Linked DNA regions of Pan troglodytes: region 2 is linked to region 1. Evidence: chromatin contacts called from public HiChIP or PLAC-seq data. All regions are on one chromosome and are shown on one strand. The core of a region is the stretch at or near the end of the contact, and the rest is flanking DNA. Distances in the headings are between cores, read along the strand shown. Region 1 holds the start of HDAC10 (histone deacetylase 10). Region 2 holds the start of ARSA (arylsulfatase A).

What was found. HiChIP or PLAC-seq counts read pairs in DNA pulled down with a chosen protein or histone mark.
Region 2: a contact with region 1 is called in an H3K4me3 HiChIP or PLAC-seq map of stem cell-derived excitatory neurons, with 2.2 times the contacts expected there. The contact joins the promoter of ARSA here to the promoter of HDAC10 in region 1. A contact is called at or near these places in 1 of 7 Hi-C or Micro-C datasets (stem cell-derived neural progenitor cells) and 1 of 1 datasets of contacts at active chromatin or transcription factors (stem cell-derived excitatory neurons).

What each region holds. Positions count from the first base shown.
Region 1 is chr23:52,372,742-52,378,570 of NHGRI_mPanTro3-v2.0_pri, reverse strand. HDAC10 (histone deacetylase 10) reads left to right here and starts at 2,313. Exons shown (of 20, transcript XM_515218.9): 1 at 2,313-2,761; 2 at 2,830-2,964; 3 at 3,209-3,305; 4 at 3,572-3,669; 5 at 3,768-3,872; 6 at 4,029-4,097; 7 at 4,278-4,404; 8 at 4,823-4,888; 9 at 5,101-5,160; 10 at 5,240-5,329; 11 at 5,519-5,625; 12 at 5,699-5,766. The coding sequence starts at 2,703. MAPK12 (mitogen-activated protein kinase 12) reads left to right here. Exons shown (of 11, transcript XM_016939477.4): 11 at 88-667. The coding sequence ends at 167.
Region 2 is chr23:52,747,713-52,753,541 of NHGRI_mPanTro3-v2.0_pri, reverse strand. ARSA (arylsulfatase A) reads left to right here and starts at 2,551. Exons shown (of 9, transcript NM_001280396.1): 1 at 2,551-2,749; 2 at 2,903-3,139; 3 at 3,289-3,529; 4 at 3,643-3,861; 5 at 3,935-4,104; 6 at 4,418-4,542; 7 at 4,633-4,760; 8 at 5,015-5,117; 9 at 5,232-5,675. The coding sequence starts at 2,922. The coding sequence ends at 5,551.

The sequences.
Region 1 (5,829 bases), core at 1,064-3,563:
CGCCAGGCGTGTCTGTGAGCGACTCCCAGGATGGAAGGCAAAGGCTGACCCCCATCTCTGTTGTGCCCGCCCCCCCACCCCCGCCAGGTGTTACTTACAAAGAGGTGCTCAGCTTCAAGCCTCCCCGGCAGCTGGGGGCCAGGGTCTCCAAGGAGACGGCTCTGTGAAGATCTCTGGGCTCCGGGGTGGCAGTGAGGACCACCTTCACCTTCCACCTGAGAGGGGACTCTCGTTGCCACCTTGACCTTGGCTGGGGCTTGCATCCCAAGGCATCCATCAGAGCAGACGCCCGGGTTCCATGGACCCTCCTCCCCACGGCCATGCCTCTGCTCTTGGGCGCCCATCATGGAGGAGCACCTGAACTTTCTGGACAACACCTCTGGCCGACCTGGGGATGGCTTCTGATCCCTGGAGCAGTGGCCCACTTGCCCGGTGCCCTCAGAAACCTCAGAGCTGGTGGGGCTCCAGATCAGGCCTTGGCCTCTGAGCCCTGCCTGCTCTGGGCCATACAGAGGAAGGACAGAGGGTGGGCGCAGGGCACCAACTCAGGGACATCCCCTCTCCTGGGCGATGTCAGTGGACCTTCCTGCACCCCCAGCCTGGAATGTAAATCAGCTGTGTGGTGCCCGCGTGGCTGGAAGGAAATAGACCCTTTTGTAGCTCCCTGTTCTGGCTGTGCGTCCTCATGCTGGGTCCCACCTTAAGACCTCCAAGCCCTTGGCCTGCATGTAGAGGAGGCTGGCCTGATAGCTCAGACCCTCAGAGCCAGTAGGGGGGCCTGAGCATCCCATCTCTCCCAGGCCACAAAGCTGGTGCCCACTTCCCCAGGCCTGTGCCAGTGATCTTCAAACCCCCACGTTAGGGCTTGGCCCCTCCCCTTTTACGGGGTGACCTGCTAATGGCTTAGACTCTAAGCCACTGTGTGTGGATCCTGAAGCCAGACCCTGGGGCAGGGCCTGATGAGGAGGAGTGTTAGGATCTACCCTAGCTCTCTGCACCCTCCAATGCCAGCAGGTCCCTGGGGGGAGGGGGCACGCTGGGCACGTTGAGGCCCCTCTGGCCCCTGTGATGGAGTGGTGAGCGCCAGCCAGTCCCTGGGGGGACGGGGCACATTGGACAAGTTGAGACTCCTCTGGCCCCTGTGGCGGAGTGGTGAGCGCCAGCAGGTCCCTGGGGGGAGGGGGCACGCTGGGCACGTTGAGGCCCCTCTGGCCCCTGTGATGGAGTGGTGAGCACCAGCCAGTCCCTGGGGGGACGGGGCACATTGGACATGTTGAGACCCCTCTGGCCCCTGTGGTGGATTGGTGAGCACAGAGGGCTGGGTTTTATTCTTGATCAAACCTCTAGCCCCTACTACCCTGCTCCAGTGGTATCTTCGTGCCCAGGCTGCCCTCTGCAGGCCACTCGGTGTTTCCAAGGGTGGCGGCTGGAACACAGGCCATGGGCACCTCCAAACCTGTCCCAGGGCAGGGGTTACAGCAGAGAGACCAGTGAGGGGCAGGGCAGGGCAGGCCAGGTGTCCTCGGTGGACATGCCCACAGCTGGCCCAGCCAAAGTGGACCTGATGAGCTGCCAGGACAGATGGGCCTTCTCTGCCCAGCGACCCTCATGCCTCTCCAGGGCATCTGGGCCTGGGGGACGTGACCACCATCAGCTCCGGAGCCATGCTGACTTGTGGCATGGCTGCTGTCCACACTGGGCCCAAAGTGTGGGCCCATAGGTGGCCTGAGGACTGGGGGCCCCAAAATTCTGTGACCCAGCTGGATGTGAACTCCCGCGGGGGCAGGGTGTCCCCTGGGCTCCAGGGGGCCTCAGGTTTCCTCTCGGGCATCTTGCTCCGTGGCTGTGCCCGTGCCTCCTATCTTCCTCACTCCTCTGTTCCCCACCATGCTACCGCAACCCCGGTCCAGTGTCCCCACCTCCACCGACCTTGACTCTGCTCTTGGGCCAGGGGTCTTCTTGGAGCTAGAACCGGACTCACTCCCTCCTTAAACCTCGGGGGCGGTGCTGCGCCTCGATGCAGCCACGACCACCGCCCTGAGCCGGCCGCAGCGCCACCTGTCTCCCCGCGGGCTCCTCCCGCCTCGTGGCCTTTGCCCTGCAGACCCCTCGCTCCCCTCGCCTTTCACCCCAGGTCTTCCTGCGCCCGGGCCGGGTGGGCCTTGGGGCTGCGCTGGACCCTGACCCAGCTGGTGCAGAACGGGGCTCTCATGGGCAGGCTCGGCCACGGGCGTTCGGGTGGGGCTGCGGCGACCACTCGCGTAGGGCCGGGGGACCCCGCCCCTCTTGGAGGGGATCGGGGCGGGGCCAATGGGGAGGCGGAGCCGCAGCGCAGCTCCGAGGGCTGGCGGCTCGGGGCGCCGAGGCTTCCGCGCCCGCTGGTTCCTCGCTCCGGGGCGGAGCTCGCCATAGCGACCGGGAGCAGGGCGCGGGGCGGGACCCAGGTCCGAGGCGAGGAAGCCGGAAGCCAGGCGCGGGGAGCCTCCCCCTTCGACTGCAGCCTCGCTCCGTGCCTTCTGCGCGCCTGGGATCCCGGAGCCTGCCTAGGTTCTGTGCGCTCCCGCCCACGCCGGTGCCCGCCGCCCGCCTGCGCCCCAGGCAGGTCCCAGGCCTCCGGCTGCTCCCGGCCGAAGGTGGGGACGGGCAGTGGCAGGCACCGCTAGCGAGGGCGTTTGGGAACCCAGGGTGACCACGGCGCAGCCATGGGGACCGCGCTTGTGTACCATGAGGACATGACGGCCACCCGGCTGCTCTGGGACGAGTAAGTGGGACCTGGCCGAGGTGGGGTGCGGGGAGGGACCTCTGAACTGAGCTCCTCATCTGCCCCAGCCCCGAGTGCGAGATCGAGCGTCCTGAGCGCCTGACCGCAGCCCTGGATCGCCTGCGGCAGCGCGGCCTGGAACAGAGGTGTCTGCGGTTGTCAGCTCGCGAGGCCTCGGAAGAGGAGCTGGGCCTGGTGCACAGGTCAGGACGGGGGCAGGCCCCACGATGGGGGGGGCGGGCAGCCCAGCTAGAAACCTAAGAACCTGGGCCTACCCCAAGCCTGCCAGCCTCGAATACAGAGCCTCTCCCTATGCACCTCGGGTGGGCTCACAGGCTTGAGGAAGTGACAGGGTGGCCACTCCCACCACGAATCCCAGGTCCCCGCCTCCCGCCCCCCTGCTCCTGCTGGTGACCCTGCCTCTCCTGCCTGCCCATCTGCATGCAGCCCAGAGTATGTATCCCTGGTCAGGGAGACCCAGGTCCTAGGCAAGGAGGAGCTGCAGGCGCTGTCCGGACAGTTCGACGCCATCTACTTCCACCCGGTGCGTGTCCCCGGACACACTCACCTGTGCAGACACACATGCACGTGCCTTTGCGCGTTCACAGCCACGGCCGCCAACCCCAGCCAGTGTCCCCTGGTCCATACACATGACATTGCCCTGCACACCTGCCTGCTGGCACTGCCAGAGCCTGGGGCTGGCCTGTTCTGCTCAGCAGCTGGTGTCTTGCAGCCTGGCACAAGTGTGGGTACGGCCTGCAAAGGGCAGCAGGGGAGGTAGGGGGCTCATCTGCGCCCCTGCGCCCACAGAGTACCTTTCACTGCGCGCGGCTGGCCGCAGGGGCTGGACTGCAGCTGGTGGACGCTGTGCTCACTGGAGCTGTGCAAAATGGGCTTGCCCTGGTGAGGTGAGAGCTGCCCCTTCCCCTGGCTGCTCCTCCGTGGGTGGCCCTGTGAGGGGCCAGGGCGACCCTGACGTGACCCAAATCCTACTCTCACGCCGTAGGCCTCCCGGGCACCACAGCCAGAGGGCGGCTGCCAACGGGTTCTGCGTGTTCAACAACGTGGCCATAGCAGCTGCACATGCCAAGCAGAAACACGGGCTACACAGGTGTGTGCCAGGCTGGCTGCAGGGGGGTGGGCCCAGGCCACACAGCAAGGGGCGGCGCAGGAGGCGAGAGAACCCAGCCAGCACCTTCCCATCCCTGGCCGGGCTCCTGGAGGTGGGAGGCCCTGCCCCTTTGCCACCAGCGCTGTCTGTACCCAGGATCCTCGTCGTGGACTGGGATGTGCACCATGGCCAGGGGATCCAGTATCTCTTTGAGGATGACCCCAGGTGAGCAGGGGTGCGGAAACCACCCTTCCCTGCAGCCCCAGTTTTTGGGTGCACAGCCTGGCCTGGGAGAATCCAGGGGTGAGATACAGACATGTGCTCAGGGGTCAGCGTTCTACAGGGAGCTGTAGAGCTGTTGAGGGTCCTGACCTTTGACCTCTGGCTCTGGCTGGCTGTTGGCAGCGTCCTTTACTTCTCCTGGCACCGCTATGAGCATGGGCGCTTCTGGCCTTTCCTGCGTGAGTCAGATGCAGACGCAGTGGGGCGGGGACAGGGCCTCGGCTTCACTGTCAACCTGCCCTGGAACCAGGTGCCCACCCTCAAGCCCCAGGTCCCCACCCAGCCCCCCTCCCCCTGGGCCCCTCCCCCACCCCACAGTTCACCCTCAAGCCCCAGGTCCCCACCCAGCCCCCTCCCCCTGGGCCCCTCCCCTGCCCCACAGTTCACCCTCAAGCCCCAGGTCCCCACCCAGCCCCCTCCCCCTGGGCCCCTCCCCTGCCCCACAGTTCACCCTCAAGCCCCAGGTCCCCACCCAGCCCCCTCCCCCTGGGCCCCTCCCCTGCCCCACAGTTCACCCTCAAGCCCCAGGTCCCCACCCAGCTCCCTCCCCCTGGGCCCCTCCCCTGCCCCACAGTTCACCCTCAAGCCCCAGGTCCCCACCCAGCCCCCTCCCCCTGGGCCCCTCCCCTGCCCCACAGTTCAGGATGTAGCCTGGGATGTCCTGCCAGGTCGGGATGGGAAACGCTGACTACGTGGCTGCCTTCCTGCACCTGCTGCTTCCACTGGCCTTTGAGGTGACTGCACGGAGGGCTCCCCCAGGGCAGCCGGGTGGGAGGGGGACCTTGTGCCTGGAGTGCGCCAGTGAAGGCAGGAGGAGGGTTATGAGGTGTCCCACTCCTGTGTGGCTGGGGAAGGTGCTCAGGAGGGGATGGGATGGGCCTGGCTCGCCCTCACCCGGGCTCTAGCCCCTCTCTGTCGACCCTCCCCACTCCGGCCTGGCCTGTAGTTTGACCCTGAGCTGGTGCTGGTCTCGGCAGGATTTGACTCAGCCATCGGGGACCCTGAGGTGAGGGCCTTGCCTTGCCAGGGAGGGCTTCTGGGGTCCTGGGGCCCAGGTCCCCCGTCACACATGGCTCTGGTTCCAGGGGCAAATGCAGGCCACGCCAGAGTGCTTCGCCCACCTCACACAGCTGCTGCAGGTGCTGGCCGGCGGCCGGGTCTGCGCCGTGCTGGAGGTGACTGGGGAGGGCACACAGGGAGGGTCTCTGGGCCAGAGGCCTAGGGGTCAGGAGCATGGGAGCCAGGTGCCCATGGGGTATTTGGGAGGGGCGTCCTGCCCGGGATAGAGCCAGGCAGGGGCTCTCCCGGTGACACCCCATCCCAGTGATATCCCTGCCCCAATCATGTCTCCACCCTCCTCCCAGGGCGGCTACCACCTGGAGTCACTGGCGGAGTCAGTGTGCATGACAGTACAGACGCTGCTGGGTGACCCGGCCCCACCCCTGTCAGGGCCAATGGTGCCATGTCAGAGGTGCGAGGGGAGGTAGGGCGGGCAGGGCTGGGGTGTGAGACCAGGTGTCACGACTGTTGTGTCTCCCCCACAGTGCCCTAGAGTCCATCCAGAGTGCCCGTGCTGCCCAGGCCCCGCACTGGAAGAGCCTCCAGCAGCAAGGTCAGTGTGGCCGGGTGCTAGGCTGCAGGATCCCACCTCGGGCTCCCGTGCAGTGGCTATGAC
Region 2 (5,829 bases), core at 1,302-3,801, 370 kb before region 1:
TTGTCTAACTAGATGCATCCGATCAGAGCTGCAAAACTGACTAGCCTGCAGGACGGCCCCAACACGGGGCTTACAGGGGTTTTAGGCCTGTGTTCTACCCCATGATACCCCTCTTTATGACAGAAAAACACAGAAAGACAAGAATGAAAGATGACTATCTCTGGGGAAAAAAAAGCAATCAAACAATATGAATACAAAACTAATCACATAAATACATTTCTCTCATTAAAACTTTGAAGAGGAAAACAAGGTAAACAGTGATTTTTACCGTTGGCTTGACAAGATTCCAGAGAGGCCGGGAGCCTGGCTGCTAAGACCTTCTCACCCTTCTTTCTGCCAGCTTGTCGGCTCCTGGGTTCCCCTGACGGAGGCTCCCAGGAGAATGACTTTAGTTATCCTACCGACTGCACCAAAACTGTAGGAGCCTAGAGAAAAACTTTTCTGCACTCTGAGTTCACAGAAAATCAACTGACAAAAGCCAGGTTAGTAAGAAAAAAGGCATAGAGATTTATTCATGCACACAGGGAGAACCAGAGTGATGACCCCAGCCTCCCAATGGGGTTCGGAAGCTTATATACCATCTTGAGGTTACAGAAAGAACATGGGCTCAAAGTATGGCCACAGTTTATGGTGGAAAATCAGGTGACAGTGGCAAGACCGGTTACGGGAGGGAGAGCAGAGGAGGCCTGGCTAGCAAAGGTGGCCTTGTTCTACAGATGAAACCTCACAGGTAGCAGCCCTGAGAGAGAACAGATGGTGAATGTTCCCTTCAGGCCTTTAAAGGCGTCAGACTGTTACTCTTCCCAGATCAGGCAAGGGAGGGCCTCAGAGGAGGCCTGGCCGCATCAGTGTAGATTCTCTCCACAGATGCAAATCTCCCCCACAAAAGACAGCTTTTCAGCTATTCTTCTATTTCCAGTCCTTCTGAGTAACTGTCTTGAACCGTGTCAAGGAAATATATTTGGAGGTGACATATTTTGTTTTCCTTCAAGATCAAAAAGGTTAAGTCCAAGGCTGCCCAACGAGGGAGCGACAACCCAATCACGTTGTCCTCAGATGAGTTTTTCCCCAGCAGCGTAACCCTGCAACAGGCCAGACTGGACCCCAGACACACATTCCACACCACACCACGCCTCCACCACCACACGCACACAACAGACACACCCTAAACACCAGACACACACACACACCTCAACCACCGCAAACACACATACGCGACACCTCTAACACCACACACACCCCCCAACACCACACACATACGTGCCTCAAACACCACACACCCCTCAAGCACCACACACACACCTCAAACACCACACACACCCAACACCACACACATACGTGCCTCAAACACCACACACCCCTCAAGCACCACACACACACCTCAAACACCACACACACCCAACACCACACATACGTGCCTCAAACACCACACACCCCTCAAACACCACACACACCCCTCAAACACCACACACAGCCCTCAACCACACACACCCCTCAAACACCACACACACCCTTCAACCACACACACACCTCAAACACCACACACAAACTTCAAACATCACACACACCTCAACCACATGCACACACATCCCTCAAACACCACACATAAACCTCAAACACACACACCTTAAACACCACACACACACACACACAACCTCTCAAACACTGCACACACCTCAACCACACACACACGTGAAACACCACACATACAGACCTCAAAGACCACACACATCCCCCACACCCCTCACACACACCCCTCAAACACCACACACACACCCCACACACCCCTCAAACACACGCACAACTCGAACGCCACACACACACCTCAACCACACACACACCTCAAACACCAAACACACCCCTCAACCACCCACACACACCCCTCAAACACCACACACACACCCCTCAAACACCACACACACACCCCTCAAACACCACACACACATATCCCTCAAACACTACAAAAAAACACACACACCACCTCAACCACACACACATGCACACACACCTGAAACACCACACACCTGCCTCAAACACTCCACACACACCACACACAGACACGTACACAGCCGCCCGCACCCAGCCACAGCTTACACGCACACAGACACACGTACGCAGGAGAAAGGGTGTCAAAGCTTTTGCTAGTCGTGAAGGAAAAGCCCGCAGTCCATGGGGCTGCACGGTTTTCCCTGCGATTTGCTCATTCACCGGGTGCCCATAACGCTCCGTGCTCAGGTCTCTTACAGGAGGGCCCGAGTCTCCCAGTACCGGAGGTCTGGGGGCGCACGAGCCGCTCCTCCTCTGGAGAAGCTCCGGACCGAGAGGACACCGGACACTGCGCAGCGCCGAGCCCCGCGCGCAGCCCGGGACGCCTCAGCCGGGGCCGACCGCGCAGAGGAAGCTCCCAGAGTCCGTTTCAGGACCGCAGCCAACAGCCTCAGGCGCACACAGCGGCCTCGGAGCGAGCACGCGCAGCAACGCCCCTCGCCCCGGCCCGCCCCTGGCCCCGCCCCGCAAGGGTCACAGGTCACGGGGCGGGGCCGAGGCGGAAGCGTCCGCAGCCCGCTACCGGCTCCTCCTGGGCTCCCTCTAGCGCCTTCCCCCCGGCCCGACTCCGCTGGTCAGCGCCAAGTGACTTACGCCCCCGACCCTGAGCCCGGACCGCTAGGCGAGGAGGATCAGATCTCCGCTCGAGAATCTGAAGGTGCCCTGGTCCTGGAGGAGTTCCGTCCCAGCCCACGGTCTCCCGGTACTGTCGGGCCCCGGTCCTCTGGAGCTTCAGGAGGCGGCCGTCAGGGTCGGGGAGTATTTGGGTCTGGGGTCTCAGGGAAGGGCGGCGCCTGGGTCTGTGGTATCGGAAGGAGCCTGCTGGAGCCAAGTAGCCCTCCCTCTCTTGGGACAGACCCCTCGGTCCCATGTCCATGGGGGCACCGCGGTCCCTCCTCCTGGCCCTGGCTGCTGGCCTGGCCGTTGCCCGTCCGCCCAACATCGTGCTGATCTTTGCTGACGACCTCGGCTATGGGGACCTGGGCTGCTATGGGCACCCCAGCTCTACCACTCCCAACCTGGACCAGCTGGCGGCAGGAGGGCTGCGGTTCACAGACTTCTACGTGCCTGTGTCTCTGTGCACACCCTCTAGGTAAAGAGGGGGCCGCGCCTCTTCCCCGCCCCGACCCTCCATCCCTTTCCTCCCAGTGGATTGCAGGAGGGCGGGAAAAACGTCTGTCTCTCTCTCTAGGGAAGGCCACATTTCTGTCTGTCTCAGGGACTCTGTGACTTGTCCCGCAGGGCCGCCCTCCTGACCGGCCGGCTCCCGGTTCGGATGGGCATGTACCCTGGCGTCCTGGTGCCCAGCTCCCGGGGGGGCCTGCCCCTGGAGGAGGTGACCGTGGCCGAAGTCCTGGCTGCCCGAGGCTACCTCACAGGAATGGCCGGCAAGTGGCACCTTGGGGTGGGGCCTGAGGGGGCCTTCCTGCCCCCCCATCAGGGCTTCCATCGATTTCTAGGCATCCCATACTCCCACGACCAGGTAGGAACCACCCGGGCCCTCAGCCACCCTCCCACCTCCCAAAGTCCCCCAGCCCTTGATGCTCCCGCAGCCCCACCTGCCAGCCCAGCCCTCACGGCAGCTGCCCGCCTCAGGGCCCCTGCCAGAACCTGACCTGCTTCCCGCCGGCCACTCCCTGCGACGGTGGCTGTGACCAGGGCCTGGTCCCCATCCCACTGTTGGCCAACCTGTCCGTGGAGGCGCAGCCCCCCTGGCTGCCCGGACTAGAGGCCCGCTACATGGCTTTTGCCCATGACCTCATGGCCGACGCCCAGCGCCAGGATCGCCCCTTCTTCCTGTACTATGCCTCTCACGTAAGTGATCTTGGCCCAACCCCCTGGCTGCCCATGACCCCTACCCAGTGCTAACTCCAGTCTCTGCCCCCAGCACACCCACTACCCTCAGTTCAGTGGGCAGAGCTTTGCAGAGCGTTCAGGCCGCGGGCCATTTGGGGACTCCCTGATGGAGCTGGATGCAGCTGTGGGGACCCTGATGACAGCCATAGGGGACCTGGGGCTGCTTGAAGAGACGCTGGTCATCTTCACTGCAGACAATGGGTATGCCAGCAGGGCAGCAGGGTGCTCTGGCCCTGTCATAGGCCAGGGCCCTGGGGGCCTTGCAGTTCAGCTGCTTGCCAAGAACATAGTGGGTGAGGGGGTATCAGGAGATGCTGGCCACGTTGCAGGGGCCCAAGGTGTAGTCAGGAGACACAGGTGCACAGAGAGCTGGTCTTGGTAGGCCTGGGAGGTGCCGGGCTCATGCTGGGCACCTCCGGGCAAGCTTTGTGACTTAGAGGTGTGGGGCCACTGGTCACCCTCGGTGGCTCAGAGGCTGTGGCTCCATGGCTCATGAGCTCCTCCTGTGTCCCAGACCTGAGACCATGCGTATGTCCCGAGGCGGCTGCTCTGGTCTCTTGCGGTGTGGAAAGGGAACGACCTACGAGGGCGGTGTCCGAGAGCCTGCCTTGGCCTTCTGGCCAGGTCATATCGCTCCCGGTCAGTCCGCAGGCCCTCTCCTTGGAACCCTGGCCCCACCACCCCAACCTTGATGGCGAACTGAGTGACTGACCAGCCTCCTGCCTCCAGGCGTGACCCACGAGCTGGCCAGCTCCCTGGACCTGCTGCCTACCCTGGCAGCCCTGGCTGGGGCCCCACTGCCCAATGTCACCTTGGATGGCTTTGACCTCAGCCCCCTGCTGCTGGGCACAGGCAAGGTAGGGCCGGTGACCCCTGATCCCAGATCCTTGGCCCCTGTCCTGGCCTTCCCCTGGGGTGAGTGTGGGCAGTGCCTGAGAGTCTGTGCCTCAGTGCCTCCTGCACTGAGTGGCATCCAAGTGGCGCCACCTCTCAGGTTCCTGGGTGGGCAAGAAGCGGTGCACGTCCAGGGCCTCACACCAGGGCTGGCAGCCCCAGGTATGTGCAGTGCTTGGGGCCTGTCCCGCCCCGTGACCCCTGACTCTGCCCCTAGAGCCCTCGGCGGTCTCTCTTCTTCTACCCGTCCTACCCAGACGAGGTCCGTGGGGTTTTTGCTGTGCGGAGTGGAAAGTACAAGGCTCACTTCTTCACCCAGGGTAACCCCTCCCCGTGGATCCCTCCCCCCAACCTGCTGACCCCTCCCCGGAGCCCTAGATCCCCGGCCCCTCCTCTCGCTCTTGCCCTGGGCACAGAATTGGCCCCCTCCCCAGGCTCTGCCCACAGTGATACCACTGCAGACCCTGCCTGCCACGCCTCCAGCTCTCTGACTGCTCATGAGCCCCCGCTGCTCTACGACCTGTCCAAGGACCCTGGTGAGAACTACAACCTGCTGGGGGGTGTGGCCGGGGCCACCCCAGAGGTGCTGCAAGCCCTGAAACAGCTTCAGCTGCTCAAGGCCCAGTTAGACGCAGCAGTGACCTTCGGCCCCAGCCAGGTGGCCCGGGGCGAGGACCCCGCCCTGCAGATCTGCTGTCATCCTGGCTGCACCCCCCGCCCAGCTTGCTGCCATTGCCCAGATCCCCATGCCTGAGGGCCCCTCGGCTGGCCTGGGCATGTGATGGCTCCTCACTGGGAGCCTGTGGGGGAGGCTCAGGTGTCTGGAGGGGGTTTGTGCCTGATAACGTAATAACACCAGTGGAGACTTGCAGATGTGACAATTCGTCCAATCCTGGAGTAATGCTGTGTGCTGGTGCCGGTCCCCTGTGGTACGAATGAGGAAACTGAGGTGCAGAGAGGTTCAGGACTTGTACAAGATCACCCAGCCAGAAAGAGGTTGGGCTGGGATTTGAACCCTGGTGTCGTGGCTCT